2 separate regions of the Mus musculus genome follow, and region 1 is linked to region 2. Evidence: chromatin contacts called from public promoter capture Hi-C data. All regions are on one chromosome and are shown on one strand. Each heading gives the region's core, a stretch centred on a gene start, on an enhancer-like site or on the middle of the called end of the contact. The rest is flanking DNA. Distances are from core to core; before and after follow the strand shown. Region 1 overlaps Osbpl8 (oxysterol binding protein-like 8). Region 2 has its middle 34 kb from the start of Osbpl8.

Evidence for each region. Promoter capture Hi-C pulls out the DNA fragments that hold promoters and counts their contacts.
Region 1: a promoter capture Hi-C map of liver shows a contact between it and region 2. The contact joins two enhancer-like sites. A contact is called at or near these places in 4 of 39 promoter capture datasets (the C10 cell line, the HPC-7 cell line, liver and 1 more), 3 of 484 Hi-C or Micro-C datasets (the AtT-20 cell line, bone marrow-derived macrophages and liver), 1 of 115 datasets of contacts at active chromatin or transcription factors (CD8 T cells) and 3 of 9 other capture datasets (adipose tissue, liver and pancreatic islet).

Annotation. Positions count from the first base shown.
Region 1 is chr10:111,244,175-111,247,481 of GRCm38.p6, reverse strand. All of the region lies in intron 4 of Osbpl8 (oxysterol binding protein-like 8), which reads right to left. Among named protein-coding and RNA genes, the nearest start is that of Bbs10, 53 kb to the left of the region's middle. Within about 2 kb of position 1,916, at least 8 of the 459 cell types and tissues checked have an H3K27ac peak or open chromatin away from gene starts, as enhancers often do. A contact at or near this core is called in liver, where this site is marked.
Region 2 is chr10:111,128,926-111,132,446 of GRCm38.p6, reverse strand. No RefSeq gene overlaps it. Among named protein-coding and RNA genes, the nearest start is that of Osbpl8, 34 kb to the left of the region's middle. Within about 2 kb of position 1,311, at least 20 of the 459 cell types and tissues checked have an H3K27ac peak or open chromatin away from gene starts, as enhancers often do. A contact at or near this core is called in liver, where this site is marked.

The DNA of each region.
Region 1 (3,307 bases), core at 667-3,166, 110 kb before region 2:
GGTTCATATAAAACATCAGTCCATATAACCTTAAGAGTATTTCTTCTTAAGGGGGGAAAAGCATTTAAAAACTCAGTTTCCAATAATGTGGGTGGTACATGCCTTTAATCCCAGCACTCAAGGGGCAAAAGCAGGGGGTCTACATAGTGAGTTCCAGGGCTACATATAAAACAACCAAACTTCCTGTATAATGCTATCCCTGCCCACCTTGGGCAAAGGCATTTCAAAAATCATTGTTAAATTAAGTTTATGGAGCTGTGGTGCTGTCATCTGAGGGCCTCTGTTTTTGCCTTGTTTCACTCTTCCCCATACCATAAAATGGAAATTAATAACCATAGACAATCAGAAAATTATAATTAATTCATACAGTTAGTGCTTGCCTTTAAAGGAATAAAGAAGGTATCACAAAAGGCATTATCCTCTTACAGTTAAGTAGGGTTTAAACTTAATAGGGTCTCCATTTCCTTATCTATAAAATACTAAGAGTAGCATCTATATTATAAGATTATTGTGTGAAGTCTACAAAGGTTCCGGGTAAAAACATTAGAATACTGAGTTCTCTCCTAAAGTTCAAGGAACATCAGAGGAAAGAAGTTGCTTTTGCTTTTGTTTTTAATGACCATAAACAAGGATGGGAATACAACTGCAACACAAATTTGACAGTGAACCTAAGATGCACAAATATAGGTGCAAAGAGGCACAAAAGCCATGTCACACGTCAGTCTTTATATCAAAAAGTCCTTTTGTATACAATTCACAGCAGCAAATTACACTGGATTGCGTGTCAAATGGATGAAGTAATAATTTAAAATATTCAAGTGAGACACACAAGCAATGTCTTTAATATCTCAAAGAGAATGGTGTCCCACTTAGAAATCTTTTTGTTTGTTTGCTTGTTTGTTTGTTTTTTGAGACAGGGTTTTTCTGTGTAGGCCTGGCTGTCCTTGAACTCAGAAATCCGCCTGCCTCTGCCTCCCAAGTGCTGCGATTAAAGGCGTGCGCTGCTGCTGCCACCACCACCACCCAGCCCCATTTAGAAATCTTAACCCTGCCAAACTCTCAATTATGCACATTAGAATATATTAACAATATTTAAGATACTATAGGTTTCAAAATCCTACTTTTCTTTCATGTTTTATTTACTTTTGCATGCTTTTAAAGAGTCATCAAGCGCACCTCTTGTCACTTGTGGTTCTAATACAGAGTCAAATTTGATGCACAAAGGATGCAGTGTTCAGAGGAGTTCTCCCCCCAAGCGTCTGTATCATCTCCAACCAGATGCTATGGGACTCTCTCCCCAAGCCGCTCTTCTCTGTCTGGCAGAACTGAGACAATTCTCATGTAAATAATTTCTTCTAGAGCTTACTTCTGTCCAGCACACTTAGAAAAGACTGTACAACATACACTGTACAGCATATATACTGTACAAAAAAAAGGTAACAGTAAATCAGCACTGTTTAGGATATAAAAGATCACCAAGTCAAATAGCTCCTTTCACCAAAAAGTCCCCTACCAGGGTACCATCTTTCTTGGGTCTCCTTCACCCAGGTTCTTCTCTGGCCTGTAGCGTTTCCTAGTGTCTATTAGAATTGTCTCTTTCCCTAGACTCACAGTTGAGTTAACTGACAATACCTCTAGTACAAGAAGGTGTCCTACTTTTCATTTGATAGGCTACACAGTACAGACTACTTCTGCCGTCTTCCTGCTATAGCAACAGCCCAGAACCACACCACAGGCAATGCTGAGCACTCACAACGACTAAACAGTCCTTTCACATGGAGCATTTGGTGACTGTTGCAAAATAACTGACAGACAACATTTCAAAGGAAAAAAGAAGGGTTTAGGCCCATGGTCCCGGATGTTTTAGTCCATGTTTGCTTTGGCTTGCCCTATTGTTAGGCATGCAGTGAGACAGAACACCTTAGTGACAGCAGCATGTGACAAAACCTGCTTACTTCACAGCAGCCAGGAGGCCAAGGAGACACCAGGACCAAGATTTACCTTCTACTAGACTATTCAGAAGCTAGGCTTTATTAAAGGCTTATTCCATTCATGAAGTTAGAGCCCCAGAGATCCAGTTACCTCAACAGCCCCAACACCAGGGGACTAAGCCCAAAACACATGAGCCTTTGGGTTCATTGATATCCAAACCATAACATGACTCTTAGTAGATTCTCAAAGAAATCAAGGCCACGCTACAACCCAGAGTTTTTTGGCTTATACTTCTCCAGCAATACTGCCCCTTTACACAAGGACTTGTTGAATAGGCTGAAGATATTTGGACAGAGGCTCTCTCTGTAATTTGAGTTCCTATAGAATGAACTACAAAACAACTTGCTTATAAATGAATGTGAACTTAACTTGGTCTAATTTTGCAACAGAAAATCAGATGTCTGCCAAGACCATAAAGCCACTGAGCTTCAGCCAATTACAGGCCACGCTCAAACGAGGCCAGAAGCTCATCTTGTACTCCACTTGTGAGTTCTGTCTGTCAATATTCAGTGCCCCATACTGCAGAGCAGAACTCTTGGAACCTCTGTCCGGTATGAAATGCTGCCCAATACATGAATTACTCTTGTTCAAATAAACTATCAAGTTTATCTAGTTTTTCTTTGAACACTTACTTAGTCCTTCCAAAGAAACATTTTAGATATGCACATATGATAGTACCATTACTATAAATACAAGTCAAGAGAAAGCCACAGGTGACATGGGTCCAGCAGGCGTGACACTACAAGCTGATTAGGAGCTGCCTCTGAGGACTTCTGAGCACTAAGCAATGATCCCTTCTCATTATGCATTTTCACGGAATAGTCTATTGTACACTTACAGATAGTCATTTCCTTTTAACGAAAGCTGTTCAATTGTTGCCTAATGCACAGAAAACACAAATAGAAGCTACTGTGACGCACAGAATTTAAATTATAATTTTATACTCATTTGTTTGTTGGTTGGTTGGTTGGTGTGGGCATGCAGAGGGGAGCAATCAGCCCATGGCGTACTTAGAGGTCAGAGGGTAATTTGCAGGGACTAGTTCTTTCCTTCCATACCATTTGGGTCTCGGAGATCAGACACAACTCTAACTGTCTGGCATATTATAACAGTAATTTTGTTGTAATTTTAAAAAATACACTGGAAATCTGGCTCTACAAAGAACTGAAAATGACAGCAGCCAATGGAACTGAAGCCCTGTTATTACTTTGTAAAGAGGACAGTAGACTCTCCCAGAGTTTCCAAACAAAGGAGATTAAATCCCAACAGCAAGAACTAACTAGTAGAGGTAATATCTGATCATCCTTAAAGAATC
Region 2 (3,521 bases), core at 62-2,561:
AAATCAGTAGGCGCAGTGGGAGGGAGGGAGAGAGAGTGATAGGTTGGATATGATCAAATTGCATTATGGACATGAACAAAAATATCAAAATGAAACTCATTGCTATGTGTGGTTAGTATATGTTAATAAGGACACAAAATAGCCTCCTTAAAGAACATTAAGAAATGATTCAGAAACTTCCTTTTTTTCCCCCAAGACTTATTTTTACAAGCCGTTGTGAGTCCCCTGTTGTGGGTCCTGGAAACTGACCTTTTAGTCTTCTCTAACATACCAAGTGCTGTTCACTCTGAAGCCGTCTCTAGCCCTGAGCAAATACTAGTGTTATTTTTAGGTAGAGATAAACTGGGTATACCTTAAGTTGGAAGTATATTTAATATGCCTATCCTCTGGTCATTCTTACTTGGCAGTGTATGGAGAGTTTTTGTTATCTTCACCTATAGTTGCTGTGCAACACCAGCCAGTACTGTGCTACATATCACTGGTTCAGCAAAAGACCAAAATTCAAAACTTGAGGGACGGGGTTGGTTTTTTTTTTTTTTTTTTTTTTTTTTTTGGTGCTGTGGATTAAAGCCAGAGCTTCCTACTTGCTAGCACTGTATGGTTCCCTTTCATACCAGTAAGAAGTATGAAGTCAATACTACTTGCAGCAATAGCATCTTCATTTTCTTGTTGTTGTTGTTGTTTCTTCTTCTTCTTCATCATCTTCTTCTTCTTCTTCTTCTTCTTCTTCTTCTTCTTCTTCTTCTTCTTCTTCTTCCTCCCCTCCCTCCTCCCCCCATTCCCCCCCCCTCCATCTTCTTGTTTGCTTATTTTGTTTTTTGAAACAGGGTTTCTCGATATATCCCTGCCTGTCCTGGAACTCATTCTGTAGACCAGGCTAGCTTCGACCTCACAGAGATCTGCCTGCCCCTGCCTCCCAAGTGCTAGGGTTAAAGGTGTGCACCACCACTGCCAGGCTAGCCCCATTTTCTTTAGCCTTAGACTATGTAGTGAAAAAGCAGAACAGTCCTAGAGCACCCTACAGAAACAAGTTGATCTTTACTATTTTTACAATATAGGAATCTGAAGAAAACTAATCAATTATAAATACACACAATATGAAGCCCAACCCCAGCACTCTGGTACTGTCAGGCCTTAGAATGTGATTTTGTAGTCTGTCTTCTTAGAAGAGAGCTTCACTTACTTTCACAAATTAAACTTGTGAAAGTGTGACTGTGGCAGCTCCCCAGGTGCTCAGAGCTCAGCTCTCTCTGTAAGTTCAGGAGGCTCAGCTCCCTGATGGCAGAGCACTTGGCTCCCTCAGTGGGAGGTCACCTGGAGGACTTGGTCACTGCAGGATGGAAGTACCTTGACCTCTTTTTCTGAAAAGGACTAACCTGACTTTAGCATGCTAACTGAGGCCAAACAGAGAAAGGCATAACCCAGATGACACGGGAGAGCGCACTTCTGGGTTTCTGAAGGGCTAAGAAGGGCCAAGCCAGAGGTCACATTTCAATTACGGATGAATGGTCACATGACATACAGATTGTATAGTTGTTATGCTGGTCAAGCAACAAAAATTTTAACTTAACTCTCCTCTCTTTTTGTTACAGAAAGTGTCCTCTTTAGTGGCCTTTGAAGGATGAGTAGCATTTTATAATAATCAGTATAGTGTAATTTGTTTTCTGGCCTGTTTTATGCTCAAATAAGTAGCTAGGTAAAAACAAATGGGCTGTAAAAAAAAAAAAAAAGGAGGAAGAGGAAGAAGAAGAAGGAGAAGGAGAAGAGGAGGAAGAAGAAGAACTAACCAAGTTTCTCACTGCTATATCTGGAAATGGGCTAATAAAGTCTTTCCACTGTATAGTGACTGGGTAGAATAGTAGGACAAGTCCTTGGTAGAAGTGCACTGGAATCCATTTTCTTTCCAACTCCTGACTGATGTCCTGACTGAACCGCATATAACTATGAGGAAAAGAGCTCTGGCAGGCTCCCATTCGGGCTGCCGAGAGCCAGCCAGCCTGCCGAAGCATGAGTATACATGTACACACATGGACCATGTGTATGGATGTGTGCAAACAGACTTCCGTCTCTATGATATGTCTCACATGGGATGATGCTCTGCTCTCAGAATTTTTGTATTTGTGTATAGAAGTGGGTTTAATAACTCACCGTGATTCTGCTTTGTCTTGTAGCCATCGTTTCTTGAGACGCTTGTCTGTGTTTTTTTAATAAAAATAAAATAAAGTAAAAGCAAGATACACATACATGAATAAAACACAGCCCAAGCAGTCTAGCACAGACAGGCCTTTATAATCCGTCTGTTTAAGTGCTCAATTATTTTCACAAATTCAAAGTGTGAATGCGTGAGTAGGTGCTAATTACATTCCAAAGGCAGTCGGCTGTCTCGCACCGTGCAATACCGTCAGGCAATCCCAATTTTATTTTTTTCTTATACCGGATGCTTTTTCCAAGTATTTAGTTGCCCCCTGCTGGCTATATAATTACAGAATTTCTTTTTTAAATTCCCTAATAGAGTGATTATATGTAATTAAGCCAAACTTCTGAAGAGACATACTTGCCTTTTAAAAATTGTTATGTTGAGGGGATGGAAAGATGGTTGTTCTTCCTCAAGACCTGGGTTTGATTCTCAGAACCCACGTGGTAAGTCACAACTATCTCTACCTCCAGATCTCGGGGATCCAATGCCCTCTTTTGGCCTCTATGGGCATTGTTGTTTTTATAAAAATAAAGGAGAGAGAGAATATGTTTGGTGAATGTATAGTTAGGTATGGGGGAAGAGGGTGCCTCCGTGGGCCCATGCTGAGGCATCCCTTCCCCCTGAGGGACCAGCCACAGGACAGTATAGTATGGACTAAAGTTTATTCAGGACATGGGGAGGGAGTTGAGAGGACAGTAGAGGCAGAGAAAGGCAGAGAGAGAGAAGAGAAGTTAGAGGAGTAGAGGCCGGCCATGAGCATATGGAGAGAGGGGAAGGGGAATGGGGAGAGGGGGAAAAGGGTAAGAGGACAGAGAGGGAGCAAGAAGGCGATAGAGAGCAGAGGGGGCAAGCAGCCCCTTTTATAGTGAGTCAGGCACACCTGGCTATTGCCAGGTAACTATGGGGCAGAGCCTAGACAAAATGCTAACAGGTATCAGGCAAGAACATGGTACACAGACATACATGGAGGCCAGAGAGCAGTACATGAAATAAAAATACATATTAACAAAAACAAACCAAACAAATAAAAACTATGTTGGGTACTCCCAATGACAGCACGCATGTTAAAATTAGAACAATAGAAGATTAACTCTGCTCTTGTACAAAGAATGCATGCAAATTTGGGAAATGTTTCTTATTTTTATAATACAAATCACTTTATTGTATGTAATGAGTAAAAATATCCCAGATAAAAAGATCACATAGCTAGATCAAGGCAGCTACTCAACCCAACATTTGCCCAGTTTATCTTAGTGAACTTCTATACAGCTTGGATGGCCATTGGGAAGCAGGGGCCCTTCACTTAGGTTTTACATGTTCCTGA